Linked DNA regions of Zea mays: all the other regions are linked to region 1. A link is a contact called in public Hi-C data. All regions are on one chromosome and are shown on one strand. Each heading gives the region's core, a stretch centred on a gene start, on an enhancer-like site or on the middle of the called end of the contact. The rest is flanking DNA. Distances are from core to core; before and after follow the strand shown.

Region 1 (4,143 bases), core at 1,055-3,554:
AAACAGTACAATGATCATGATTTGACAATGTACATAGCTATGCATCATAAAGCGAACATAATGATTAAAATGAACAGTATAATGACTGAGGTTTAGAAATCTAAAGAACCACAAGCAATTGCAACATGATAGCTTCACTATAGGAGTATCACCCAAAAATGAAAATATGTCAAATGATCGTTTCTGTGTTCATTGCTTCATACGTCACATGCATCATATATTCAGATTTATAGCGTCCTCCGTTGGAAACAAATATATTCAACAAACTTGTTCACATGCTGTTGGTGAATTGGCTAATAGTTGCTAAGCACAAAAGTTGGACTTAAGACAATATGGAGCTAGTGTGAAAGAATGCTCACCACATCTAGAGGCACAAAGTATGAGCATGAACAGATACTCGACATTAGACCTGCAATGCCATTTGCTATAGCAATTTGTGACGCCTCTGACAGATCAAAATGTTCACAATACTTAAATGTCATTTCTTTAGAGATCTCCAGTGATGTTAGAGCTAGCACTCGCCCAGGCAGAGCTCCAACAGCAGCGGTGCCAAATCCTCTGAAAATGCCAGGGATGCCATCGCTTCTCAATATCCTCCTAAAAACAGCAAACCCAGACATATGTGCAAGCCCACCTTCAGCAACCTGCATCCTAGTCTTCACAACAGCTGTTGGGTGCAGAGCACCTTGCTGGGCCGTGAACAGGATAGCTCCAATCACATGAAACCTCGTCTTGTCCAACCTTAAGCGTGATACAAAAAGATAGCTACATCAGTTATAGGAACATGAAAAATTGACATTTTCTTTATATATTCGAAGTCCATAATTTATGCAAATTGCCATGTTGCCAGCATGACATTTCCAAAATAGCATGCAACTCTACAGGCCTTTGAGTACAGGTGACATGAAAACCAAAATTACTGTCCACATCATGGATGAAAAAGATGCAGGTAACAGTAACAGTTCGAACATGTGATTTTAAAGGAATTTTATGAACCCTAGAGTGATCTACAACAATCAGGAGTACCTGAACTACTTTCTTCACTTAACATAATTCTCCAAATATTTCTACATGTACAAACGTTGAAGAACTTTTGGCACAAAGAAAGCTCATGAAATCTTGATGGGTGTAGACGTTAGTTCACAAATGAATCTCCCATTCTTTAAAGGCAAAAGTCAGTTCTGTGCATAGCTATTGCCTGTCTAATGGAAATTGCCTTGAGAAATTGAGAACTCATATGCCACAAAGGAGAATATTTACAACATAAGGTCTCAGTACAAATCCCTATAAGCTATGGCTTGAATCAAGGACCCCAGAAGCACAATTAGAATCAGAAACTGCTGGGACGTGTTACATGTGTACTAAAACAATACGTCATATGTAAAAGCTAAGCATTTGGATTTCCTTATTCTTTAAGGACATGCTCATCTCTGTGTCAAATTTCCATACAAAGATGAACAATGGGAAAAAAACATGTCTACTTGTTAACCGCACCAGTTTGAAGCAGATTGAAGTATAGTAACTACCAGCTTGAACATAGCAGCGGCTGCTGGAATTGGGGAATACAATCGATTCCTCTCTAAACACGTCAAGTTTTGCCAATTAAATTTACAGGTTTCCCAGAATACCAAGTTCCGTTCCCCGTCCACATCTGCGGCACTGATCTCGTGGACCTCTGCCGCGGCCCCCGCCCACCAAAAGGTTGGGAAAAGACGCAATGCGCCCGTGAATCACCTTCATGTAACCCACTCTTCCCTGGCTGCCCATTCCTCATCCTCGGCCCGTGCCAAGCACGGGAGCAAGCGGCGGGCTGAGAGTCCAACCAAACTAAAAGCACGCTGGCGATCTGGAGAAGGACCAAAAGATGCCAGGCCGCAAACGTAACCTGACTTCCAGGATGAAAAGGTTCCTCTTTTGGATTCTTATTAACTCTCTATCTATGAAGGGGAACGTGGCGCGTACCTCTCCCAGTTGATATTGGCCTCTGCGAGCGCGATTCCTGCCGCGGACGCCTCCGAGGTATCCGCCGCCGCTGCCATGGATCCGCCACACGCTTACACACGATGCGGCTCCGGGAGAGGAACAAATATAGGAGAAGCGGCGCGGTGTTTGGTGCTGGTCCTCACTTCGTGCGTGTTTCCGGTCCGGACGAAGTGATGTCGGCGCCTCTGCGAGCGACTATGCGCACGGGGAAAAGAAGGCAGCGGCGGAGGCCGGAGGGGAGGAGGAAGGAGGCGGAGCCAGTTTGTTGGGGTGCGCCACCTCGAGACATTAGGGGTTTTGGTTAGAAGTTTCCAGCACGGTCGGGTCGGCGGCGCCCCTCGGACCGCGCTGCCCAACTTGCCATTCGTCCGGCCTCGCCTCACTGACTTGCGGGGCCTGGATTGGGCGAGGGTCGTAGTGAAACCGAGGAGTGGGTCCCGTCAGTGGGGCCGGGTCGGAGATTTTGTGGTGGCTGTTTCTCGCTTTCCTGCTATCGGGGAACGGGGAGTGGAGTCGTGGCGACGGGGGCTAGGAACCGAGGAAAGCTGCACCAGCGAGGCGGAAGGGGGGCACGTGTAATGCGCCTATTGAGCCTTGCTGTCAACCCTGCCACGTGCTCAAAAATGGCAGGTAGGCGGCCTTCTTTTCGTTTCTGTTATTTCCACATCCCCGCATCGCGTGGCGTGCTGAATGAATCGCGCGTGCCTCCGCATGAATGACACCAAATCGCCTGTTCATTTTTTATTTTTTACAGTACATGATAAAATTAAACTGATTGCTATAAAATTTTTGCTTTATTTCTATAAAATATTTGCATTCTGAAAAGATCTTAAGCCCTAGGTGCCCGTGCAATACTACAGAACACAAATTGCGAGCCTCCAATACACTTAGAGCCCTAGCGATGGGCGGCGTGAATATAATGGTGAGTGCCCGTGCGCTGCGACGGGAGTAAAAAAATTTGTATGAAATATATAAACGGAACGAAAAATATCACTATGATATGTAAGTTTTGTGTGGTAAACATTATCTATATCATACAAATTATTTCTAAAGAGTTAATTTAGAACTTTGTAATGACAAACAAATATGTCGACAACCATACACTAATCTAGTCTTTTTCAGCGATATCAATAAGTCGTTGTTGTATATTTACAGGGATGACATATCGACACGAATTGTCCTCATAACTTAACAGATCAATCACAAAGTTCCTTTGAAAAATCTTTGCATCCTACACACAAAGACAACAGAGAACAAAACGTCAAATTTGTATTATGTAACCAGAATGTATGTTTGAACATTAAACGAACGTATTACACTCACCCTAATAAATTTCATTCGTCTGTCATTTCCCCACATGGTCATAACTTGTAGAACGAGGTAGCTGGTATTAAGCCTATAGAACAATCTTTGGCCAACTATGTTATATACAATGATTATCATAGAAAAAAATTAAACTGTTGAGAAGGTGGTACGAAGAAAATACCCTCTTAGGTCAATTGGAACATCAGGCCTAATTGTATGTTCCCACTGTGGGGGACAGATATCCCCCGGGTCCACTAGAAGAGTAAAAGACCTCACGAAAGGCCCAAGGGCCCAATAAATCGTAAGGTCATTCTTTCGTGGCCCTGGGGAGGGACAATCAGCAAAGCAGATCGACATGAGGCCGGATTGGTGCAAGCCCGGACGGCCCACAACGTCGAGCGAGCGACCACAACAGAGATCCGACTTTCCCGCGCTGGAACCCCCATGCAACGGGGCCATGCCAGGATAGGTCGACGGAACTATAGAGAGATAAACTCAAACAGTTCACTATCTTTTAGTTACACATTGTTATCATATCCACGTGTATTGCCCCACGGTCGAGTATATAAGGCCTAGGGGGCACCCCTTCAGAACGATCGACCCTATCACTCAGCCATCCACCTCAACTCTCTGCATTCTCAATTCGGAGAGCTCCCTTGTAATCTCATTCACCAAGCATACTCACCAGGACGTAGGGTGTTACACATCTCTAAGCGGCCTGAACCTGTAAACATTGTCCACTGTCCCTCGTGCATCTGGCACAAACCATTTTGCTACAGTCGGCGACACCGTCCTACTCCTAAAAACACCTTGAGGGGCAACCCCAGGTGTGCGGTTGGACCCAAAACACCGACA
Region 2 (4,143 bases), core at 936-3,435, 460 kb before region 1:
ACCGTCCGACTGCGCAGGTCGGACCGTCCGGAATACCAGAGGTCACCTGTGATCCGCCTAGTGCAGAAGGCCGGCATAAATATAACCAACCACCCAAGCCCCAAGAACCAAAAAAGTCACATGTCCCTGAGCTTGTTTGGCCCACTAAGGCCAAACCTTCTGTTCGCTCTCACCCGCACTCGACACAAAGGAAAAAGTTAAGTTCACATTTAATATTACTAAGTGTGATAAAATATTTGATGAGTTTCTTAAACATGGTAATATTAAATTGTCACATGTAATTCCTCCGGTTGAACAATTAAAAGGGTGCGTGTATTGCAAAATGCATGGTTCCTTTCTCCATAACACCAATGATTGTGTCGTCTTCCGTCGGCAAATACAATCGTCTATAAACAAAGGCTGGTTGAGGTTTCAAAAAGAGGTGAAAATTGACAGGCCACCTGTCCTTGTCACCACATTAGAGCCGACGAGCAAAAAGGCCATAATTCGGCCTTGTGCGACCGATAAAAGCAAAGATAAAAATATCGTCATTGGTGATCCCCGCACACCAAATATGTCACGCAGAATGGTTACTCGAAAGGCTCCGGACAAAAGAAAGACCGAAGGCACCGGGGGGCAAGCACGATCGAACACCCGATCATGATCACCTATCCTGCGTACGCCGGACGGTCCGGGTACTAAGGCCGAACAGTCTGGAGACAGGAGCAGACGGTCCGGCTATAATGGTCGGACGGTTCGCAAACGGTCAGAAGCAGCAACCTCAGACCATCGGACCACAACGTTCCAAAACAAGTGTTAGGAAACAAAACACTACTAAGACGTCTGGACGACTCAGTAGAGTCGGCTCTACTTTTGATCAGTTGCTTACCAAATATATGAAGATGGTCGTTCCACACAACCGGCCAATAAAACAAACAAAGTCAAAAGGGCGATCTGCGCGAAAACAAAAGCCGACTAAACCGACCCAAAAGGTAGCACAACCAAGATCGCCTTGTCATCCTCCTCCAGGGATAGCGCGGTGCTTTCCGGTCTATCCATCGTCGATGTGTTGTCCTACTCATGCGTGGGGTGGTACGACGATGAATCCGTATTACTGGCTCAATTCATTTGCTTATTTGGGCTGGGGGCACCACAGGTTTTTGCCTATTGAAAGGATGATCAGGCAGACATGGCCGAAGAGGATGCAATCCGAAACGGCCTCTGTGCATTAAAGTTCCATCAAGTATTTATATTATCTGATCGCAAGAGCCGATGACTTGCATCGAGCTGAGTCCTTACTTCGGGGACAAAGTAGTTCATGAGGTCAATTGTTTCCGAAGTTTTCGCTGGTGCTTTTGGTTCGCCAAGCTCCACCAAAAGGAAGGGGGGCATATGTTGAACACCAAAATGAGCGGACGGTCCGACCCTTAGACCTAGACAGTCCGTGTGCCCCGAGATTAGATTAACTCAGGTGTTTATCCTTATCTCGTGTGTGGTTATCCATCTAATCACGTGGGAGTTGTTGGCTATCTCTTAGGAACAGGTCCAGACCTCCTCCCCTATAAATATAAAGGGGTACGGCCGATTGAGAACCCCTGAACACATTCCAATCGAATCAATTACTTTATTTACCTTTCCTGCCCTAGGAGTAGATGTAGCGTAGTTTTAGTTATAGTCTACCGCATATCCACCTCCACCCCTATTCGACTCTATGTCGTCTAGATCCATCTTGGGTGGTCTGCCGACCCTAAGACGACCCTAGGATCTTACCCCTTCCGGGGGGCAAGATCTAGTTGTACACCCAAGGTCATTTCCTCGAATTGATCTCTTAATTCCTATGCAGCTCCACGTTGTCTAGGGACGCCCCGGGTGACCTATCGACCCGAAGAGCCCTAAGATCTCTCCCTCAGGTGCGAGATCTAGATTCCAGCAAGGAGGAAGACGACCCTGCGCCATCGCGGACCGTCCGGCTCTATGCGCGGACCGTCCGGTGCAACGCAGGGAAGGTGTCGCTCCTGCGCCCAGGTCGCGGACCGTCCGCGCCGCCGCGGAGGCACCGCCAGGCGGTATACCGCTAGTGATTGGTGCTGCCCAAAAAAAACACCAACACCGTGTCTAGACCGTATTTTTTTCTGCTTCGGACCGACCCATCAGACCTGATCCAAATGTACACCTATACCACCGGGTGTAAAAACCGCTGGAATCGGTCAGAACCCGACCCGCTGCCAAGCCTAGTTCTTTCCTCTCCTCTCTTTTTCAGCCCCCGGAGCCGCCTGCGTCACCACATCGTCATCGTGCGTGTAGGAGTGTCCTCCAGATCCAGAGCCGGCGCGCCGCCCCTGCCTCTCCTGGCCTCTCCGCCCTCCGAGCGCGCGCCGACGCCGCCCCTAGCGCCGCCCGTAGCTCTAGCGTCGACGCCCTGCCGACGCCCAGAAAGCGTCCCGGCCTTCACGTAAGTTGCAGACTGCTTGCTCTTGGTCTGGTTCTCCTAGGCATTGCCAGTGAGCAGACGTTCGTGTAAAGAGCAGTAGCTGGAAGTCCCGAGTCTCGAGTGGAGGCGGATCCAAAGCCAAAGCCAAAGCCAACAACCGCCGCTGGGACGCGAGGGATCGATTCGGAGATGGCGTCAACTAGCTCCGCCGGGGACGTGGGAGACTCAGGTACTAATTCCCAAACAAATCCTGGATACACGGAATGCTTTGCATGGTTTTGCATTGATGGGATTGGAATCCTCGCTGAAAAAAATGCAAAGGGAGATTACAAGCTAGATGGTGCGTTCCTTGTGGGATTTGCGCGTCCAAATCTGTGTCTTCAGTGCAGAGATCGTCCTCCCTGTAATTCGTTCGTAACATTATATGTCTGCAGGGTATTCTAGTCCTGTACGGCTCTTGATAAAGTTACTGTTCATTACTTGCCTTTTCTTGTGAGGTCGCATTACGATTAAATTTCAAGCTTTGTCATTAGTTTCTTTACAGCTCAGGCTAGCTACCAGTGTCCTATGCATGTGAGTGATCCTGACATTCATACTTCAACTCTGACACAAACAGAGGACTGTTTATAGGATACTTCTGCAGATTTATCTTTTCAGATGTGATGTCTAATTTTGATGCAAGTCTCATAAGTAGGATGAGATAACAGCTTGAAATGTATAAACAAGTTCCTGACCCTTTGGTATGTGGGATACATAGAATTATAGAAAGATGGGTTATGTTGGAACATGCAGTTCATTTCTTGTTATGTCCCTTGAGAACATGTTTGTAAGGGTTCTGTATCTTTTGATACTTTGGTTTAGAATAGTTATCTTTTTTAGATGTCTACCTCTTTAAATGGGTAATATATGGCACAACAGTTGGCACTAGTAACTTTCATGCCTTCCTCACAAATGGAGGGAGTGAACCATTGTGTATCAGCACAAGACTAAGAAACAGCACATGACTCCCTTTTTTAGGATATGAAAACCACAGAAAAGATTTGATCATACAACTTCCAGTAGAATCGGTTTGACTTCCGAGTTACTTTAATGTGATGACCTTTTTATATAGTGCACTTTTGCTACTCATGAAAACGAAGGCAATGTGTTGGACTAGCGTGTTTGATATAGTTTGTGGATACATTTTTTTGTTCTCTTCTTTATAATCTTTTATTAAGTCAAACAATATGTCTGTTTATAGTCACTATTCATGAAATGCATGCATGGTATTTTAGAATGCACAACAACTGTTTCTTGCTAAAACACAACTAATGTCTGATCAGAACAGAACCCCATAATTGTTTCTCATTCTTTTTTCAGTTAGGGGCTCTGTGGATGTAATTTTTCTGCTATGTGTTTTGATCCAGGGTCAAAAGGTGCGGTTGCAGATAAAACACTTACTGCTTCTGCAAACACTAGTAGCTCACATCAAGAATCTCATGATGTTGGTATGTATAGTGTTTGCTCCACCAGGCTTTGAGTTGCTCCTCTGTGTTCCAAAATAATGTTGTGCTTTTGTGCTTATTTTTTTAGAAACAAGCCTTTTAGATATTTGGGTCAACAAATTTGTGATGCATATGTATAGGCTATGGACCATATTCTTACTGCAATGTGTTCCCATTCATGATTGATGGATGCTTCTTGCTTGCAAAGTTCAGCACACCGTGGCCTCTTGATGACTTCTGTTCTTTTCA
Region 3 (4,143 bases), core at 656-3,155, 440 kb after region 1:
TTGAGAGCAATTCAGGAAGACTATCCTTGCCTTGTGTCGGGTGGTGCACCGGACAGTCCGGTGCACCACCGGACACTGTCCGGTGCTGATTTCTTTCCTATTCTGGCGCAGCCGACCATTGAAGATTTGGAGCCGTTGGCGCACCGGACAGTCCGGTGCCCCCATCAGACAGTGGGCTCGGCTACGCTCACGCGCGGATTGCGCGGCCGACCGTTGGCGCAGTCGACCGTTGGCTCACCGGACAGTTCGGTGATTTTTAGCCGTACGCCGCCGATGAAATCCCGAGAGCGGCCTTTTCACCAGAGCCAGCCTGGCGCACCGGACAGTCCGGTGCACCCAGACTGAATAGTAGTTGGCTGTACACAGCCAACTCTTTTTTCCTTTTGTCTTTTCTCTGATTCTAGCACTTAGACACATATGTTAGTACACAAAAACCAATGTACTAAGTCTAGAATCATACCTTTGTGTTGATTTGCACTTCTTCCACCATTTGGCATAGTTTCATACTTAAACCATTTGTGTTGGCACTTGATCACCAAAATACTTAGAAATAGCCCAAGGGCACATTTCCCTTTCACTAACGTGTCCGACAGAGAGGTGCCTGAGCCCTGTGTACATGCCAACGTGGCTGTCGGAGAGGTGCTAGAGCCCTGTGTACGCGGTAACGTGGCCGTCGGAGGAGCGCTTGAGCCCTATAGAAGCACAGCTGTCAGGGCTGCTGGGATCTTGCTGACGTCTCCTTGCTTCCGTAGAGGGCTGAGAACCACCGTCGTCATGGACGCACGCGGGGAGCCATCATTACTTGTTACCGGGGCGAGCCTGGATGGGACGCCGGTCTTGTTCCCCCGTAGCCTGAGCTAGCTAGGGGTAGGGTAATGATGTATCCCCCGTAGCGTGGTCGGTCCGAGCTCAAGGTCGGGCGAGGCGGAGACTCCTCCTGAGGCCGAGGCCGGGGTCGGGCGAGGACGCGATTCCTCCGAGGTCGAGGTTGAGGCCGAGCCCTAGGGTCAGGCGAGGCGGAGACCACCGTCCGAGGCCGAGGCCCAAGGTCGGGCGAGACGGAGCTTCCTGTTGCGCCTTGGCTGTTGTCAGCCTCACCCTGGCGGGTGGCACAACAGTCGGAGCGGGGCAGGCGACGCTGTTTTCCTGTCAGGTCGGTCAGTGGAAGGGCGAAGTGACTGCGGTCACTTCGACCCTGCCGACTGAGGCACGTGTGTCAGGATAAGGTGTCAGGCGATCTTCGCATTGAATGCGCCTGCGATACGGTCGGTTGGAGGGGCGATTTGGCCAAAGTTGCTTCTCGACGAAGCCTGCTCGAGCTGGGGTTTGGGCGAGTCGAGGGTGCGCCCGTTGCTTGAGGAGGCCCTCGGGCGAGGCGAGAATTCGTCTGGGACTACAGTTCCCGCCCGAGGCTGGGCTCGGGCGAGGCGAAATCACGTCCCTTGAGTAGACGAAGCCTTAATCTGAACCGTGCCCATCAGCCTTTACGGTTTGTGCCGATGGTGGTTACCAACCGTGTTTAGGAGTGTTGGGGGTACCCTTAATTACGGTACCCGATACCGTGCGTTCATAAAAATTATTATGCGAAGAGCAGAGTCAATCAATAAAAAACCTTGAAATCTTTTTAGTGGATATGTTATATAAATGTTATTATGAGCCGTCGCAATGCACGGTCAACTGAATAGTTTGTTTTGAAACTTGAGAAACAACTAACTCAACACTTCGGATGGATGGGTAAAGGGCTAAAGGCAGCCCAAAATACTTGCACTTGCTGATGCCACGCTACAGTCGAGTTCGGGCCGGCCAAAAAGTGTCGAAGTGTTTCTTGGCCCGACCCGATACTTCCTGTCAAAACGGCAGGGCCGGACTGGACTCCCTGCAGGCCTTGCATTTTTTGCTCCGCTTTGCCTTCCCCGATTACGCTCCCTCGCTACTCGCTAGTCGCCACGCTCGCCAGGTTCTCGCGTTGCCCCCGCGTCTCTCTTCTCGTTGCGACGACTGGGCGATCGCTGCCGCCCCGGCGCCCCCGCCGCCAGGTGCCAGGTTGTCGCCGGGCCCTTCGCCGGCGATGAGCACCCAACAGGTACCCCATACCTCTTCTCTTGTCTTCCATTCCTTCTGTGCGAAACTGAGCGCCCAAACCCTAACTGAAGCTATTTACATTCGGATCTGTTATATCATGTAGTATCATGCATAACATTTCTTTTGTTTTGTTGCAAAAATTATCGTGTGTGAATGTGTACACCCATGTTGTTCTTCACTGGATCCGCCCTGTTGCAGGAGGTTACCGAGAACTACGCAAATCCTAAGACATGCTTCTTCCATGTTCTCTTCAAGGTACACATGGCTACAGTTTCTGATCTTATATGCACCAGAACTGTGGTTAGGTTTTAGCTGATTCTGATTGTTTCTCCCTGAAGGCATCGGCATTGGCGTTCTACATACTGTCCACACTGTTCGTGAACAACTTCGTCATCATCTTTGTCATCACTGTGCTCCTCGCAGCACTTGACTTCTGGGTCGTGAAGAATGTCAGCGGAAGGATACTGGTTGGGCTGCGGTGGTGGAATGAGATTAACGATGAGGGAGAGAGTGTCTGGAAGTTTGAGTGCCTTGATGGAGAGGTTTGAATTTGGCAATTTACATTCTTGTTTTTCCTTTTTTGCCTGTTTTGGTCCAGCTGTGCACACAAAATATTCAATTAGCCCTTTTGTTGCAGTCCCTGGCTAGGATGAATAAGAAGGACTCATGGCTGTTCTGGTGGACTCTATATCTGGCTGTAAGTGCTGTAGAGGCCACTATTTATTATTATATATTCTGGTAGGAATAATAAGTAGTACTATTAGAAGTTTCATGTTGCTTGAAGTATTGCTGAATGTACATCTATACTAGTATACTCAGACGACATGCAGTTAGTTTCTTAGGGAAGTAACAATGAGATGAGGAGCCTATGTAAAATAACACCCACCTACAAGGAATTCTATGAACTCAGTAGAAGCATGCAAGATTCCTCCACATAGAGTTAGTGAGAGTATTGACAATTACTCATGTATATAAACTATAAGGCACTACATGCATTTCTTACTTGCTGCTGTTATTAAAATGGATATGAATGCATAGGCTCATAGGAATTCTGGGAGACGTTGGTTGTAATTTTGTAAGTGTGTGGTTATTGTAAACTTTATTTCCTTTGAGTGTTGATACCGCGAAAGGGTCTCTAGCTGAGTTGGTTAGGTGGTCTGAGTAGCACTCCTTAGGTCCTGACTTTGACTCCCCATGGGAGCGAATTTCAGGCTGTGGTTAAAAAAATCCTCTCGTCTGTTCCACGCCAAAGCACAAGTCTAAGGCCCGGTCCCGGTCTTGGTCGTTTTTCACATGGGCTACGGTGCCGCTGTGTATGAGTGGGGCAGGGGTTCAGGGGTTTTCTCGACCTGCATGAGGTCTTCTTAATATAATGCCCGGGGGCTGTCTTATCCCCGCAGATCAAGTTTTTTTAGTGTTGGTACCCCTGAAGTTACCCTTCACCAGGAAAAGGGGCTGAATCTAGGTGTGCACAGATGTGTGATCAACTCATAGTATTAGATACATGTCTTCAGTTGAATATATTTCTCTGTACCTGTATCCTGTGGGATAACCATTCAAAAACGAGCAGAGTATTTAATATAGTATCAATATGTGGATGTTTTCCATGCATGCTGCTAAACCAGCTGTACATTTAACTCTTCTTTCATATACAAACTGTAGATTGAAAAAATGTGAAAATTAATGTTTCCTTGATATATAATTGCAATGGATGGAATGTAACATGAATTAAATGAGGTAGCATGGCAAACTGTGGTTTTGAGAAGTTGTCCTAATGGGCCATACATCCAGTTCCCATGACCATGATTAAACTGAGATATTCATATCATAATAACTAGTAACTCCTGGTTAAACCTTTTCTATCAAGTTGTGGCAAAAGCACAAGTGTATTATTGCACTGGCATGGTCTATCAAGAGGGGGGGTTAGACCTGAGCCAATGTGGATGCTGATCTATTATACTGGGAAATGAAAGTTTGGGGCATTTCTATAGTTTTTATATCCTGCTAGTTAAAGCATCTCCAACAACGTGACCTATAAAAATGTCCTATAATTTAAAAATG
Region 4 (4,143 bases), core at 1,115-3,614, 420 kb before region 1:
GGCGATCAAGATCGCGCTGCCCATCCGAGCGGCCGCCCGCACCGGTGTTCGGACTCGAAGCCAGCTGCTCCTTCAGAGCGGCCATGTCGGCCTTCATGGTGGACATCTCCATGGTGGACTTGAGCATCTCCATCACGTCCTTCATAGTGGGATCGGCCATGGCTGGCGGCTGCGGGGTGGAGGTAGTAGAGGACTGTGGTGATGGTGGATGGCTGGCTTTGGGCGCGGCGGATGTGGAGGAATACTCGAAATGGACAGAACAGGATCGACGTGACGTTGACATGGTTTTTAAAGCGGTAAGGCAGTCCAAGGCGTTGGAGCACCGCCTGGACGCCTAGGCGACGCCTAGGCGAGGTAGGCGAGCAAGGCGCCTAGGCGTTAGACCACCGCCCGGACGCCTAGGCGACGCCTTAAGAACAGAGGACGTTGATACCAGGTTGTCAAGGGCGTTGGTTCCTAAGGTAGCTGGCCCTCGACTCTGCAACTCGTAGTCTCGGTCCGTCTTCGCCGACAGGGTTACACTCCCTTGCCATCGGCTTGGTAGAGAAAGGAGGAAGAAGACTGGAGGACTAAATTCTTGCTTAATTTCCTCAAGTGACGATTACAGAGATAAATATCCTTGGCTTGCAACAACTCCTCCTAAACTTTGGGATCTAATTCCTTCTCTTTCTATTCTAGCCACTAATTTGTTTCTGGAAACAATCTCCTCCTAAACTTTAGGATCTAATTACTTCTCTTTCTATTCTAACTAATAATATGTTCCTGGTTTCCTTCCTGGACGCTGGACCTGGACGCAGCGCGCTCAGCAACCCGCCGAACGTCCCTGGCGTGCTGTCTTCGGATGTAGGGGAGACCCCACATGACACGTAAAAGATGAACCGAAGTGTTCTTTACTTCTTTTATTAACAATTGGACCCATTCGGTCAACAAAAAACAATTAGACCCATGACCATGGGACCCTGGTGGAATTCCAAATTGTATCTATAAGTCTCCAAGGGCCCCGAGGAAAAAAGAAGTACAGGAATAAAAGAGAAAACAATGTATTTCTTCAGATAGAGTGGCCCAGGTGATCTCTTGATCTCCGCCTCGGCCTCACTGCCCTTGACCATATGGTGTGACAAAATGCTGCCAAAAGTTCGAACACAAAAAGAAGTGTTGCACATAGTTTCAACTAATTACATAAAACCATAACAGTCCTTTAACAGGAAATGAAACCAAAATGAAGTAGTCACCCCATTTAGAATTAGTGGATGGTCGTTATTTTGACCTAACTATAGATCATTGATTAGTGGTACATCAAACAATTTCAAAATATTTGTCCGTGACTGATGTACACCAAAACAATACCAGTAACTTTGATGATGCTGTAGTAAAAATTTATCACCAAGCAGATGCCAGATTTCAAAGAAACGCAATTAGACAAGCACTTTATAACATATCTCGCACCGATTCCAAATGGGCAGCAGAGATAAACTGAAGACTTCTAAACATAACAGGAGATTGGTTCATAATTATACCAATCCTTGACAGCAAATTTTAAACAAAAGTTTTATGTGCCATCACTCTTGCAGAGGGACCCTAATGCTGTGAAACAAAAACTGCTTCTGAAACCCTATTAGCAGTGTAAAAAGCTCTCAGGATCACCAGATTTATCCGCTGCAGAAACGAAGCTGAAGCCCACACCCAAGAAACTGCATCATCAAGGACCTAACAGGTTAGGTTCACAGCCGTATGACCTAATATACCCCCAAATCCGCGATTCTCACAGATCTGATACCCCAGATCAAACATCATCACATCGCAACAAAGAGATTGGTGGCACAGCAATGGGGTTACCAGAGCGAGAAGCTGAGAAGACGAGCTAGGGCATCACCTTGGATGGGATGCATCCGACGTTGAGGCAGGTCCCGCCGAGAGTGCCCCTCTTCTCGATGCAGGTGGTCTTGAGCCCCAGCTGCGCGGCCTTGATCGCCGCCACGTACCCTCCGGGCCCGCCGCCCACCACCACCACGTCGCTCTCCTCGCCCGCCGCCGCGTACGCCCTCCAGGCGGACACGGCCGCCCCCGCCGCCGTCTGCGGCCGCCGCAACACGGCCGCTGCAGCCCGCCGCCTCGCTAGGATCGCCAGCGCCATCTCTCTCCGCGGGCGCTTCCTTGGTCCTCTCTCCCCGACGAAGAGATCCTTGCGCGCTGAAGAGAGAGACGAGATGGGAAGAAGAAAAGGTGGGCGTGGGGAACCGGCCAACCGGGGATGGAAAGACAATGGAATGGAGGTAGCAAAAAGGGAAACACCTATGGTAGAAATGGCAACACGACAAAAAAAAAGCTATATCCAGCACCCATATACACCGGTGTATATGAATTTATCTCGTATCCATACTCATACTTATGTAGTATGAATTACTTAGGCCCCGTTTGGTTTCATTAGTCATAAGACTAAAGTTTAGGGGTTGTTTGGTTTGGTGCCTAAGACGCCACAATGTGCCAAACTTTTCTGCCTAACCTTAGTTCTTCAATTCGAGCGCCTAAGGTTAGGCAGATTGTGGCGCCTTAGGTAGGAAACCAAACATGCCTTTAGTCTATACCTTGTTTGGTTGTAAGGACTAAACATATTCTAAATACATTAAATTTAATACATAAAGACTAAAATACCTATTTTCTTGTTTCACAATAGTTTTCTAAGCAAGGGCAATTGAAGTAAATATTATCAATTAGTCCCTTTTAGCACCCATGTGAGGGACTAGAGATTAAAGTCAATTAGTCCCTACTTTAGTCCTTTCGTTTGGCAAAATAGAGACTAAACGGGACTAAAGATTAGTCCCTCTAACCAAACGGGTACTTATCGGGTCATCCGTACCCACAAAGATTAAACATTTATATTATACAATTGTCAAGTATATCCATCTAAGTACCATTACAAAATTTCTAACATAATTCAATCATCTATTCAAAAACACCATAGACAATTAGATAAAGTAGCAACTGTTGGGGGCCTTCGGCTTCCGAAGGTCCTCAAAAACATGATTTAACAATGTTTCTGGAGTATAATACATGAACAGGTATCTTTGGACTCGGATCAGAACCACCATATGAAGAAGCACAAAGAACACGAAGGTTGGCGCAGAGACGAAGCTATGTGCAGGAGAGCTTCGGCACGATAGCAGAAAAGGAAACTGACTTAAAAAGGAAAAGGTTATTCAGACCTCGATGGGTTACTATAGAGTCATTAGCAAATGTAAAGGGCATGGGTGTAATTTTACATGGGCTGCGTCCCGTGCCTATAAATAGGTGAACAGTGCTCCCATACTGTTCACGCTGACTTGGCATTTGCTTTTGCGTCACGCTTGTACTTTTACCTTCTTTCAAGTCGAATGTACACTTGTAATTTGATATCATTTCTGTTTTTCCATAATAATAAAATAGAAATGAGTTGATAACAATACATAATTGTTTATGTTATCTCTTATACTGCATATGATTTCTTCTTCATTATTATATCTTATATTGATGAAGGTATGTCCTTCATAACATTCGTCCGAAAATCATTATGTCCCAGGGGAAATAATGCTTCGAAGGACGAAGGACTTTAACATTTAACATCTTTTGTGTTGCCTTGTTCTTAACTCATAGCATTTGAGAATAAGTCCCCGACATTGGCGCCCACCTCCGGTGAACTCTTTTCGACCACCTTCGGTAAGCACCGACCTTCGTCATGCCACCAAAGAAAGCTTCAGCGACAGAGGCTGACGCTCTACAGCCGTTGGACCCGAACCAGGAGACTCTTTCTCTTCGAGAGGCCCGAAGCCAGAAGAGGAAGGCCACTAGTCCAACACCCCAGGAGGACGAGCTGGACCAAGAAATCAGGAACATGGAGATGCTTCATCAACAGGTACAAAGGAAGAAGGAGAAGATGGCTCGACTAGCCGACCTTCAGAGGCAGATTGACGAAGCTACTGAAGAAGTACGCCATCTCGCTCAAGATGAGCAAGAGCGAAGGCCCCAACATAGGGAGCTTCATCAGGAAGGCTTCTTCAACGAGGATGAATGGTATGCGGATTTCCATCATGGAAATTTTGCTTTTGATGATGCTTCTCCTCTGTCAGCAGAACTGCAGGCTACACCTTGGCCCCCATCTTACAAGTC
Region 5 (4,143 bases), core at 994-3,493, 390 kb after region 1:
ACTTCGGCTCTGTCGACTGGAGGACGTGCGTCAGGATAAAGGTGTCAGGCCGCCTTTGCATTAAATGCCCCTGCGATTTGGTCGGTTGGCGTGGCGATTTGGTCAGGGTTGCTTCTTGGCGAAGACTGGGCCTCGGGCGAGCCGGAAGTTTGTTCGTTGCTGGAGGGGGGCCTCGGGCGAGACGGAGATCCTCCGGGGTCGGCTGCCCTTGCCCGAGACTGGGCTCGGGCGAGGCGTGATCGAGTCCCTCGAATGGACCGATCCCTGGCTTAGTCGCACCCATCAGGCCTTTGCAGCTTTGTGCTGATGGGGGTTACCAGCTGAGAATTAGGAGCCTTGAGGGTACCCCTAATTATGGTCCCCGACAGTATCCTTAGACTCAATGGTGGCACGGTTGGAGGGGCCTTGATCTACAAGTTCATGAATTTATATGGGGGAAACAGTGTACTGATTCTAACTAACATTAGTACAGATTTGCTCCACTTTGATATGGTAGTTTAGGGTACAATTGTGACGTAGATCTAAATATAATTTTTGAAAAAAAATCAATATTTCAACTATGATTAAAAAGATTTTGAAATCGATGAAAAAAAATAAATTTGGCGTTAAATTTTGAAGAAAAAATTTGTCCGTATTTTAATTACAGATTTTTAAAATATATCAAATTTAAATTATTTCAAAATTACAATTAAATGTTACTGTATCGATTTTGGTAGTCAGGCGCACGTGTAGAATAGCTTGTAGTGCTAATGTTTTATGTAGTGTTTGTTGCTTATGTATTGAATCGAAATAATTAACTAATTAAGAGCGATAAATGACGCGCTCGTGCACAAAAAGGGAACTATACTTGCAATAGAAGATAGCAGAGAATACCAAAGCAGTGGCCAACTGCCAAACCCAACGTTGGAGGAGACTGGAAGAGGTAAGCTGGTGCGATGCGACCGTTCGTTCGTTCGGGTGATGGGTGCCGTGAAGCGCCGTTTCGCCCATAGCGGAGCCGTGTCGGCCGGCATCTCACGCAAGCTTTGTGGGCGCGCTGGGCGGCGGCAAGGCGTGCGCCCCCATCACTATCTCGGCGCACTATGCCTGAATCATGATCCGCAGGGATCCGTCCATCCAGACTCGCGCGCGCACTGGGCAAGTAGGTGACGCCCAAAGGGGAATGCGGCCGCCGAGGGATCTAGAGGCGACCACCGCACACCGCAGGCCCAGGCATCAGGCATCATATCATGCACTTCTTCTTCCCGACCTGTAAGCCGATGATGCGCATGCATCATATCATGCACCGGCCGGCCCGTTGGTGGCGCTCGCGTCACGGTTACACCTGCACGTCTCCATGTACATGTCGTTGGTCGGTCGGTCGGTCCATGCATGGATGGAATGGAACAGACACACCGGCCTCTGCAAACCTGTGCGACGCATGTGGCTTTTCTCCCGCCCATTCGGTGCGTGCTGGGCGGCGAGACTGATGATGATCAATTGGTCATGCTACCAACGCGTACGTCTCCGATCCGTGACTGTTTGTAGCTAGCAAGCAGACTTGATCTATCCCAAAGTAGTCTAGCCGAGATATTTAGAAAAAAAATGCACGTATGGCTTTGTCAAAATGCCCACCAACCACACAACTCGATGATAAACCGTTTGCTACAATGCATATACTTCTTCATATCTTATGTTTGTAACCGTATATAGACCAAAATACACTTCTCATATGCACACACAAATAGAAGTCTAAAATAAAATATACCGTGTTTTAATTAATTATCATCAACATAGTACTCATAAACATAAAAAAACCAAACATTATTATCAAGCTAGCAATTAATAATAATTATCGGTTTTCAATGTCAATTTCGCTACAGCTACCAAAGCTAGCTAGCTAGTAGAACTAATATAAACACTCGAGATCGTACAGTACGTTTTACCTGTTGAATGATGATGATGCGCCCAGAAAAGCGAGAATACAGTGTACACTGACCCCGGCCCTTAATTAGATATACCCGCTGTTAGTACCATCGACACTTGTTTTTTTCCCCGCTCCTAGGTACTAGCTCACTAGCTAGTACGTACTAGCATGTTGCATAGATTTTGGAATTTGGAATCAAGAACACACGGCCCGTGGTCCGTGAAAGCCAGTACGTTGCATTTGCATGTTGCATGTCACATTGTCATTTGCCCGTGTGAGATGCGTGCAGCTGTGGGGCATATATGCATGGCCGATCGATCGACCACGCGCGCGCACAGCCACTTTGCTCAGCCACTACACGCCCGGCTACTTTATAAACACACATACACCGATCGATACACGACACACACGTACATACAGAACAGAGCGCACGCGCAGGCACAGCCCATCCAGCCAGCAGGGAGGGACACGGGCGGGCATGGCTGCTGGTGGCGCTGGTGCAGCTGTTGCGGCGGTGCTCACGACGGCCGTCGCTGCAGTCCTCGTTGCGGTGTTGACGACGACGGTGTCCGGACAGGACGACCCAGCGCCAGAGCCAGCGCCGGCGGCGGCGTGCGCGCGGCGGCCCGTGGTGTTCGCGTTCGGGGACTCCAACACGGACACGGGCGGCGTGGCGGCTGGGCTGGGGCACTACTACCCGCTCCCCGAGGGCCGCGTCTTCTTCCGCCGATCCACCGGCCGCCTCTGCGACGGACGCCTCGTCATCGACTACCTCTGTGAGTGCCCCTGCTAGCACCTTGCTATACACCTCTCTGTGAGTCGCCTACAAATGCTGAGGACACTCACGCACGCACGCACTCTGAGGGCGACGCGCGCAGCTGGCGGCGTATCCATGTTCAATTTGCAAGCGTGCGTCCTCTGCATTGGCGTATAGGGATAGATGATGTGCTTTCTTCTTCTGGTTGGTGGCAACTGATGGTGACGGACACACGCTTAATGGTCGCAACTAGAGCAGGCCGTCTTTTATTTGTAAATAATGATAAGCAGCGCGCGTGCACGGCCCCACCATCGCAAGAAAATGACAAGGAATCGCGCACCAACCGCGAGTTTTCATTCCATCTTTCTTCATCCTCCTTTGGTTTTCTACTGGCATGCATACCACCAGTTGCTACTGTACTTGCTAGTAGCGACTTATAAAAAGAAACGGAGGGAGTACTTGCTAGTGTGCTACCTATCGTGCACTTCCACAGTCTGTTCCACATTTGTGACCTCCATTATCTTCTTCCTCATCAATTAATTTACCGTGGAGCAGTCAAGATGAGACGTGACGGCTGCACTGATCTGCAACAAGAGACGGTTGTTATTACAGCCGTCCGTCTGGTGGTGCATGCCAGCCAGCAGCATTGAACTGAGTCCTTTCATCCCTGACTGATCGAACCGGCACCGCGCCGCGTTGGATCCTGCTGATGTCGTTGCCGGCCGTACACAGCAGCAGCAGTACTTGAGTCGATTGCCACTTCGCCGCGGCGCCTCACTAGCTATGCTGCGTGTGGTGGACCTCCTCCCGAATTAACCACTAATAAGTAATAATGCAATGCGCAAGCAGGTGAGAGCCTGAACATGAGCTACCTGAGCCCGTACCTGGAGGCCGTGGGCTCCGACTTCACGGGCGGCGCCAACTTCGCCATCTCCGGCTCCTCCACGCTGCCCCGCAACGTCCCCTTCGCGCTCCACGTCCAGGTCCAGCAGTTCCTGCACCTGAAGCAGCGCTCGCTCGACCTCGCCGCCCACGGCGGGACGGCTCCCGTCGACGCCGACGGCTTCCGGAACGCGCTCTACCTCATCGACATCGGCCAGAACGACCTGTCCGCCGCATTCGGGAGCGGAGCGCCCTACGACGACGTCGTCCACCACAGGATCCCGGCTATCGTGTCAGAGATAAAGGACGCTATCATGGTACGTCTGCAAATAGTATCAATCAAAATAGATTAAAAATTCAACGTACGGCGTTTGCAGACTCTCTACTACAACGGCGCCAAGAACTTCTGGGTCCACGGCACCGGCCCTCTGGGCTGCTTGCCCCAGAAGCTCGCCGCGCCGAGGCCCGACGACAGCGACCTCGACTACAACGGCTGCCTCAAGACCCTCAACGACGGCGCCTACGAGTTCAACGGTCAGCTGTGCGCCGCCTGCGACGGCCTCAGGTCGCAGCTGCGCGGCGCCACCATCGTCTACAC
Region 6 (4,143 bases), core at 570-3,069, 320 kb after region 1:
TTGGTTCACGTTTTATGCTGAAATTTGACCAAGCCAAAATCCGTGCACGATCGAACGTGATCAGTCTACGCTGTTTTAGCTAATATAGGATTTATGCTAAATTTCGTATTCTTTTATGATGTTTTAGCTCACGTTTTACGCCGGAATCTGCCCTAGCCAGAACCCGCGCACGATTGGGTGCACGCGATTTTTACGCCGTAATTTTGGGCTTCGTTTGCTATTACAAAACAGATATATGATTTACGCTAAATTTCGTACTCATTTACGATGTTTTAGCTCACGTTTTACGCTGGAATCCGCCCGAGCAGAACCCGCGAACTGCGGCTGTAAATTAAAATTTATTTCCTTCTACTAATGCTCCTCGAACCGTAACTGTCCCTTTATTTACGCGATTATGCAGCACGTCTTTCCTTATATCAAACCGGTCAAAATTTATATAATGCATGGTTTATGCTATCATGTTACACAACGTTATGCAGTCGTAAACGGTGTGCACATGGTAATATTCGTTTCCGTGAGTCAAGGTACAAAAGATCCCTTCTATGCATGATTTATGCGTGCGTATTTTTTCCTACTGTAACTGCGCCTTTATTTACGCGCACGAAGAACACGTCTTTCCTTATCTTAAAACCGGTGGGAGATTTTAAATGTTTGCATGGTTTACGCTATCATGTATCACAGCGTTATGCAGTCGTAACCGGCAAGCACATGCAAATATTCGTTTCCCGTGATTCGTGGCATAAAAGATTCCATTTATGCATGAGTTATACACATTTGTACATATATTTATGTGTGCGTATATCGCATGTCGCGTCTCAGCCGGGATACGTGGCTATCCTATGCATGGCTGACGTAAGTTGGCGTCCAGTGGGCCGAACGCGACCCGATCAGCCTCCTGGCTGGGGCTTCGCCCACTAACGGAAGCCCAGGGCTTCCATTACCTCTTCCCTATATATATATATATATATATATATATATATATATATATATATATATATATATATATATATATATATATATATATATATATATATATATATATATATATATATATATATATATATATATATATATATATATATATATATATATATATATATATATATATATATATATACACACACACTGTGTTGATGAGGTCACGTGCGTGCACTGTTCGCATAGAACGAAGGTTCACGTGTTAAGTAAATCTATAGCCGGTCGGCACGCTTCGGTCGGCTGATGCATGCATGCATGCTACAAGAGGCAAGATCTTGTGCCCTGGCCCCGAAGCACCACACCAGTGAAGGACCAGTAGGAGGGAAAAACAGCGAGCGCAACCAACAAACTAGAGATTTGTCTGTTCGTTCCTTGGGCAGGGCAAGGTATTGACCGTGCTGACCAAATTTAAAACCAGAGCGACCTATGGATAGATTACAGGTTAGTGGCGCTTCTTTTCGACCATGGTTGCATATTTCCAATCCAATCCCCTCATACGGAAAAGTTCAATTCTCTAGGTGGGACCGTCCAGATGGATCGAGAAAGAAAAAGGAAAACACTAGATATTTCCTAATACAACAACAACAAAAAAGGAGATAATTCAATGATTTATCTTTGTAAAGCAGTGTACTACGTGGAGTAAGGCAGCACCCTCCGTCGCATGGCACCCCACGGCAACGGAAACGACGACGGCACTCCCGTTGGCATGATTGCAGTACGCGTTACCGTGTCGTAAAATGGGTAGCTCCATCCGTCCCCTCCCCACTGCACACCACACCACAGCAGCATATATGCCACTGCCCTGCCCAGGCAGCCAGCCATGCCGCCACCACCCCGATCCCGGCACAGAACCCAGTGCCAGACGCGGACAGCGAGCGCGACCACATCTATCTAGGACCCGTATCTCTCTCTCTCCTCCCGACCAGCACGTCACGTGCCACGGACAGGGGTCAAGCGCGGTCGCCGATGTCGGCAGCGGGCGGCAGCCTCGCCCGCGCCACCTCGCGGCCCGCGGCGGCAGCATGGCTGCTGCTGGCGCTGGCCGCAGCAGCAGCATCGGCGCTGGCGCTGCCAGCGGCCGCGGGCGGCTTCAGCTGCCGTCCTGGGTCCCGGCCGGTGCTCTTCAACTTCGGGGACTCCAACTCCGACACGGGCGGCATGGCGGCGGCCAAGGGGTGGCACCTCACGCGCCCGGAGGGCCGCGCCTTCTTCCCACGCCCCACCGGCCGGTTCTGCGACGGCCGCCTCGCCATCGACTTCCTCTGTGAGTCTAGTCCGGCCGGCGCCACCCCCATTCCTATCCCATCCCCGAAAAAAGAGCAGCGCTCTGCAGAGGATTCTGTTCCGTTCTTAATCCAGTCTTCGCCATCCGTATCTGAACTTTTGTGTCATCATCCATGCGGCTGATACTAACAATTAGTATAGCACTAGTAGTCTAGTATACCACAACTCATCCAATACATCACCCTTCTGGAGCTTCAGTCACTGACGGATGAACCCCATAATATCTTGCCATGACATCTATCAGCAGCCAGCCAGGATCTGTTTTCCGTGCAAAGTGCAGATGCGGTGGGGATGCTGAGACCACGGCATCACGTGCAGGAGCTCATGTATTATGTTGCTCAAGCTAATCATGTGTACTACTACCATCTGCCAACCAGAGTACACTGCCTCAGCTAAGCAACACTGCTAATTAAGGACTATCACGTGAAAGCGCTCTGCTCGTAACTCGAATTACTAGATTGGTTGGCCCCTGTCCCTGTTCCTGTCTAATTTCATTTAGTGTCCTGTCCTTGTGATCATTCATGGTCGCAGCAGACTCTGCGCCAGCTGCCTTGTTTCCTTGACACGAGAGTCTGTCTCTGACCTGTTCTCTCTGTCTTCTGCATTTATATTACAATGCTGGACTGCTCGTTGTTGGTCAGGCCGGTCCGCCGGTGCGCGCGTGATGATAAATGCCCAAATTTTTCAAGGAGAGGCAGAGCTAGTGCTTTTCCAAATGCATCAGCTCCTTTTTTTTCTCTTCTTTTTTTTTCCAAGGACTGGCGGCATTCATTCATTCACTCCTTCAGTGTGGCTGCTACAACATGATCCCTTAGCTAGCAAGCACCTTTTCTTTTGTTCTGTTTAAATAAAAGAAAAGGAGAGTATACAAATTGATCTTTTAGTATATCAATATCTCGATAAATAACAGACTGGTACAGTTATAATTGTTCTGATAATAGTTTCATAATATTATGGTGTGCATACTACATTTTCCACCTTACAGGAGACGACTTAAATTGCACATCTCAAGAAAGCGGTGATATATATACCTGTTTATGCCCATTTCTCTCAGAGAAAATAAATGGGCAGTAATACTTTCGAGGGAGTTCATTTTTGTTCCAGATAAACTGACCACTGCTTTTCGCCTGCATGGATCGTCAAGCCTTGCCAAATGCATACTGAGATGGCCTCACCTTGTAGTCTGAGCAAGTCTGTGCGAGTTGTTCTTCTACACTGATTTATGTTCTTCTTCACATTTTAATTTGACCATGCGTCTCTTTCATGTACATGCAAATCACTAACTGATGCTAGAAATGGTTGTTCTCCTGCTAACATTTAGTTGGGCCCCAAATTGCATCCAGGCGAAAGCTTGAACATCAGCTATTTGAGCCCATTTCTGAAGGCGTTAGGCTCCAATTACAGCAACGGTGCAAATTTCGCCATTGCTGGCGCAGCAACGCAACCGCGAGATGTTCCATTTGCGTTGCACATACAAGTGCAGGAGTTCTTGTACTTCAGAGATAGATCCTTGGAACTCATCGATCAAGGTTTGTTGAACTCTGATCATATTCAACCAATATAATTCCTCGACAAAATAAAATCAACCGTCACAAATGAACAAGAGATGAGAACCATTTACATGTACATTGAGTGAGAGATCTACCTGAACAGCTGACTGCAAACTTACTGCCTTCCACACTTGTTAAATGCAGGTCTAAGTGGTCCAATTGATGCACAAGGATTCCAAAACGCTCTATATATGATAGACATAGGGCAGAACGATGTAAACGCTCTTCTGTCAAACTTGCCCTATGATCAAGTTATTGCCAAATTCCCACCAATTCTTGCTGAGATTAAGGACGCTGTCCAGGTAAAGCTTCTGTTTTTTTATTTTTTTCT
Region 7 (4,143 bases), core at 443-2,942, 270 kb after region 1:
CACTATGCTGATGGTAGTTTCTTTTGAATAAGAAAAGGAGACAATATGAAAGGTATTAAGGTGTGCTGTTTTCGTCGCATCGAGAAAAGAAAAGAAAAGAAGGGATTTGGGCGGTCCTGGTTGGTTCTTTACGGCGTAGCCCGGGAAATCAGGTGGGCGATTTCTTCATATACATAATTTGTACTGTGTGATCTCATAGAGTGGCGGGGGTTTTGTTTTTGTTGGCAACAATAATTGAAAGTCCGATGTGACTCGGCAACACTGTCAAGTTAGACGGGACGACTCGAGCGCGGACTGATTGGTGGAATCGAGTAGTGTATGGTTGGGTTGCGATGGGCGAAGAAGGGGCCGGGGGGTCCGTTCAAGGACGACGCTGATCTTTCCCGATTTCGGACACGTCCAAAAGGACCCTCTCCCTGCACAGAGCACAACACATGGGCAGGCGCTGTTGGGCCGCCTCACCTCGAGCGACGTCGACGTACCTTCTTGCTGCGGTTGGGACCTACCTAGCTTCTCTCCCGAGTCCGGACGGTTGAAACCCTCGCAAGCTGTCTGCCCATCACCGTCGGCCGGCTACTTTACCAGCTCTCCCGAGACCCCGCCGGTGCCGGTGGAAAAACAAAAAAACTGCTAGCTCGGTCGCATCTAGCTTGGTACGTTGATTGCAAAGTGACATCGCAACCGCCGTGCCGCTCGCTCTGTCTTGGTGGGGCCCCCCGAGCGTACGTCACGCTTGCACTTGGCATCTCGCGCGCGCTCTGGCCGAAGCAGTCGCCATGACGGACAAGGAATGCGTTTCCGTGCGTCCAAGGAGGCCACGACAGATCGATAAAAAACCTTCCTGCTGGTTCCAGTTCCAGCCAGCGTCGTGTCGTGTGGTGCCACCGGGCGTAAACCTAAACCGTAGGGCTCACTCTTGTCTTGTGTATAAATATAAAGTCGCTCTCGAGCACGACGAATGCGCGTCATGCGGTGCCACAGGACGCGCGCAGCCCGCTCTCCTCCGTCTGCGCGCGCACGAGCGGAGCGGCCACTGTCGTGCTCGCGATGGCGTTGTTGCTTGCTGCTCCCGCCACAGGACGGGACGGCGGTGCCCACTATAGCTTATAGCTATATACGCGGGAGCTTCCGATCTGTACTCCTACATAAGCACAGTCGACAGGTCGATCGGTATCCGCGGTCCTGCGCCATTAACAAGTCACACGGGGCCGGACGGGTGGTGGGCGCGCCCCGGCACCTACCTGATGATGTCGTCCCGTCCCTCCCCTCCCGCGCCGCCGTCGGTCCCCGAGGCAGCAAGCGAAGCCGATCAGATGCGCCGTCGCCGTTCCGCCCTCGCGCGCGCGCGTCGCGCATCCAGCCTTTATTACTCCAAATGCTTGGAGTATATCGCAAAAACCATCATCAACAGACCCCGCCACCCCACCAACCGCCCTTGACTCCAAGCATGGCGCCATAGATGCCAGCGGAGGGTCCTGATCGATTCATAAACACGCGCGTTAATGCATCGCCTTTCTCCGCGCGCTTGGCCTTTTCCTTTTCCTTTTCTTTTCTCCCCACCACCATTGTTGTATTGTATCGCTCCGTCGGTTCGTCGTCGTGCGACGTCTCGTCATCTCCCGACAACGAGGAGATGCTATGCTGCTACTACTACGGTACTACCTACTGTGGGAAAAAAGGCTGAGGCCACACCTCAACCTCTCAACCTCAACTGCTGCATGCCGCCTATACATACTACGCACGCAGTCGCGCCCGGCCCTGCACTGCACTGCACGGGCGCGGCGGGAGATCGAGAGGAGACTTTGCTCGCTTTTGGTGGGCATCCGCGCGGAGCGTGACCACAGACGGTGTAGAGACTAGATAGATCGGAAGGGGATCTAGGCATAGAGAGCGAGGAGGATGACCGGCGTTGTTGCAGGCGCCGGAGGGGGCAACAAGGCGGCGGGCGCCACGCTGCGGCTGCACCACTACCTTGTGATGGCCGGGGTGGCGGCGGCGTTCGTCCTCGCCTGCCTCCGGTACGCGCCGGACCCCGCGGGGTACGGCTTCCTGGCCGTGGCGCCGCGGCCGGTGGAGGCCGATGCTGGTGCCCGGCGGGACACCACTCCTCCACCGCGCCCGTCGTCGTCGTCGTCGTCGGTGGTCATCTTCAACTTCGGTGACTCCAACTCCGACACGGGCGGCATGGCGGCGGTCAACGGGATGAACATTAACCTGCCCGAGGGACGCACCTTCTTCCGCCGCCCCACCGGAAGGCTCTCCGATGGCCGCCTCGTCATCGACTTCATCTGTGAGTAGCTAGTTCTCACTTCGTTCCTTCCACGATCGTCGCGAGCTCAAACTGGTACGACATAGACGTGCTTTCCCCACGCCACGCTTGGAATTCAACTTCAAGCAAGCGCAGTAAAATCCTTCACTTTTTTTTTGCCTCCTCCATTTTCTTTTTTTGTAAACTCTCCATCAGATCCTACATAGACTGAGTACTGAAACACACCACCAATGAACGGTTTGGATTTCTCTCTAAACTCTAAACGAGAGGTTTAGATGCATAGTTTAAAATTAGCTCTAAACTTTACCTCGCCTTCTATTATTACACTAGAGCTTTATTAGAGATTAAAAATAAACTAAATATTCTAATAAAATAATTAAGGCTCTAAAGTTCAGTGTGGAGAACCAAACAGACCTTCAACTGTCGGATCAAGTAGACCGCTAGGTACGTCCAGCACTCCAGCTTGTTTGTGCGCAGAAAAGAAATATATAATGGTGACTGTTATCTTCTAAATAAAAGGCTAAAAAGAAACAAATGGGCTTTTTCGCGATGCAAGTGGAGGAAAGATGATGAAATTAAAGGACGTTGACGTAGCATGCATCGGCCATAGTGGGATTTGAAAAAAAGAGGTTTATGTCGGCCCGAAGGTACATGTGCGTACTCCGTCCGTCGCTATTTAAGTGTGGCCCGTGACAATCATGCCAATTATTTTTTTTCGCCTCGACTCCGACTAGATTTATAGAAAAATATTTACGACAATTTATATCTCCGAATAAACGTATTATTAAAGACAACAAACTATCTAATTAAGGGTAGTGATTATGTACTGGTACTCAATGATTATATACTATAAATATGAATATTTTAGAATCAAGGCCCTGTTTCAATCTAACTGGATAAATTTTAGTTAGCTTAATGCTAAACTTTAACCATATAAATTGAAATGCTAAAGTTTAGTTCCTTGGTGTGTTTGGACTACTCTAATAAAGTTTAGCATATTGGAATAAAAAGACACATATGCTCCTAATACGGAGAGAGAGGAAATGAGGTTAGAGGGCATGGGTGGAAAATGGGGTTCCCTGTCCCACATTTAGCTACTTTTAGCACCCCTTGAGCAGCTTATGAGATAATATGTGCTAAATTTTATCACACCATTATTAGTTCTCCTGTTTAGATCACTAAATGGCTAAAAGTAGTTAAAAAAAGCTGCTAAAGTTTATCTAGTGGGATTGAAACTGGAACTAAGTGCGATTGATTTGTCGGGAAGAACCATAGGTAAAAAAAAGAAAAAGAGTGAGTACATCTCTGCACAACATAGGTAAAAAAAAAGATCATTAGTTCTTCACCTTTTCTTTTTCAAGAGGAAATTTTTACCATGCTACAGTTTGTTGGACAGATCTATAATTGGGTTTTGGCATGCAGGTGAGAGCCTGCACACGCCTTTCCTGAGCCCATACCTCAAGGCGCTGGGCGCGGATTTCAGCAACGGCGTGAACTTCGCCATCGGCGGCTCGACGGCGACGCCGGGGGGCTCTCCATTCTCGCTGGACGTGCAGCTCCATCAGTGGCTCTACTTCAGGGCCAGGTCCATGGAGATGATCAACCTAGGTCTGTCAAGTCAACTGTGGAGTAGCTTAGCTTTTGTTAAGTAGTAGTAAATTTGGTGTGAGACCTGTTAAATTAATTATCGATGTGTGCTGGGGGCGGGGGCGGGCATGCAGGACAGAGGCCTCCCATCGATCGCGAAGGATTCCGAAAGGCCATCTACACCATCGACATCGGGCAGAACGACGTGTCTGCTTACATGCACCTGCCCTACGACCAAGTGCTTGCCAAGATCCCTGGATTTGTTGCTCAGATCAAGTACACCATCG

What was found. Hi-C and Micro-C count contacts between places; a contact is called where the count stands out from the background.
Region 2: a Hi-C map of endosperm shows a contact between it and region 1, with 2.5 times the contacts expected there. The contact joins the promoter of LOC100282347 here to the promoter of LOC100194020 in region 1. A contact is called at or near these places in 3 of 25 Hi-C or Micro-C datasets (endosperm, leaf and root tip).
Region 3: a contact with region 1 is called in a Hi-C map of tassel, with 6 times the contacts expected there. The contact joins the promoter of LOC100193911 here to the promoter of LOC100194020 in region 1. A contact is called at or near these places in 4 of 25 Hi-C or Micro-C datasets (bundle sheath, ear, endosperm and 1 more).
Region 4: a Hi-C map of leaf shows a contact between it and region 1, with 3 times the contacts expected there. The contact joins the promoter of LOC103650140 here to the promoter of LOC100194020 in region 1. A contact is called at or near these places in 6 of 25 Hi-C or Micro-C datasets (bundle sheath, ear, leaf and 2 more).
Region 5: a Hi-C map of ear shows a contact between it and region 1, with 3 times the contacts expected there. The contact joins the promoter of LOC100217075 here to the promoter of LOC100194020 in region 1. A contact is called at or near these places in 3 of 25 Hi-C or Micro-C datasets (bundle sheath, ear and tassel) and 1 of 3 datasets of contacts at active chromatin or transcription factors (leaf).
Region 6: a Hi-C map of tassel shows a contact between it and region 1, with 4 times the contacts expected there. The contact joins the promoter of LOC100285863 here to the promoter of LOC100194020 in region 1. A contact is called at or near these places in 9 of 25 Hi-C or Micro-C datasets (bundle sheath, ear, endosperm and 3 more) and 1 of 3 datasets of contacts at active chromatin or transcription factors (leaf).
Region 7: a contact with region 1 is called in a Hi-C map of ear, with 4 times the contacts expected there. The contact joins the promoter of LOC100284892 here to the promoter of LOC100194020 in region 1. A contact is called at or near these places in 12 of 25 Hi-C or Micro-C datasets (bundle sheath, ear, endosperm and 4 more) and 1 of 3 datasets of contacts at active chromatin or transcription factors (leaf).

What each region holds. Positions count from the first base shown.
Region 1 is chr3:60,815,725-60,819,867 of Zm-B73-REFERENCE-NAM-5.0, forward strand. It overlaps LOC100194020, which reads right to left and starts at 2,305. Exons shown (of 6, transcript NM_001139083.1): 1 at 1,963-2,305; 2 at 360-741. The coding sequence starts at 2,039.
Region 2 is chr3:60,358,717-60,362,859 of Zm-B73-REFERENCE-NAM-5.0, forward strand. LOC100282347 (craniofacial development protein 1) reads left to right here and starts at 2,186. Exons shown (of 6, transcript NM_001155259.1): 1 at 2,186-2,431; 2 at 2,508-2,639; 3 at 3,817-3,897. The coding sequence starts at 2,600.
Region 3 is chr3:61,251,558-61,255,700 of Zm-B73-REFERENCE-NAM-5.0, forward strand. LOC100193911 (Golgi apparatus membrane protein-like protein ECHIDNA) reads left to right here and starts at 1,906. Exons shown (of 6, transcript NM_001138983.1): 1 at 1,906-2,083; 2 at 2,281-2,337; 3 at 2,421-2,624; 4 at 2,720-2,779. The coding sequence starts at 2,069.
Region 4 is chr3:60,391,803-60,395,945 of Zm-B73-REFERENCE-NAM-5.0, forward strand. LOC103650140 (dihydrolipoyl dehydrogenase 1, mitochondrial) reads right to left here and starts at 2,365. Exons shown (of 2, transcript XM_008675787.4): 1 at 1,874-2,365. The coding sequence starts at 2,134.
Region 5 is chr3:61,202,215-61,206,357 of Zm-B73-REFERENCE-NAM-5.0, forward strand. It overlaps LOC100217075 (GDSL esterase/lipase LIP-4), which reads left to right and starts at 2,244. Exons shown (of 4, transcript NM_001143445.1): 1 at 2,244-2,682; 2 at 3,513-3,862; 3 at 3,923-4,143. The coding sequence starts at 2,385.
Region 6 is chr3:61,133,098-61,137,240 of Zm-B73-REFERENCE-NAM-5.0, forward strand. It overlaps LOC100285863 (alpha-L-fucosidase 2), which reads left to right and starts at 1,820. Exons shown (of 5, transcript NM_001158753.2): 1 at 1,820-2,242; 2 at 3,606-3,791; 3 at 3,957-4,114. The coding sequence starts at 1,945.
Region 7 is chr3:61,089,453-61,093,595 of Zm-B73-REFERENCE-NAM-5.0, forward strand. It overlaps LOC100284892 (alpha-L-fucosidase 2), which reads left to right and starts at 1,693. Exons shown (of 5, transcript NM_001370684.1): 1 at 1,693-2,290; 2 at 3,692-3,877; 3 at 3,991-4,143. The coding sequence starts at 1,900.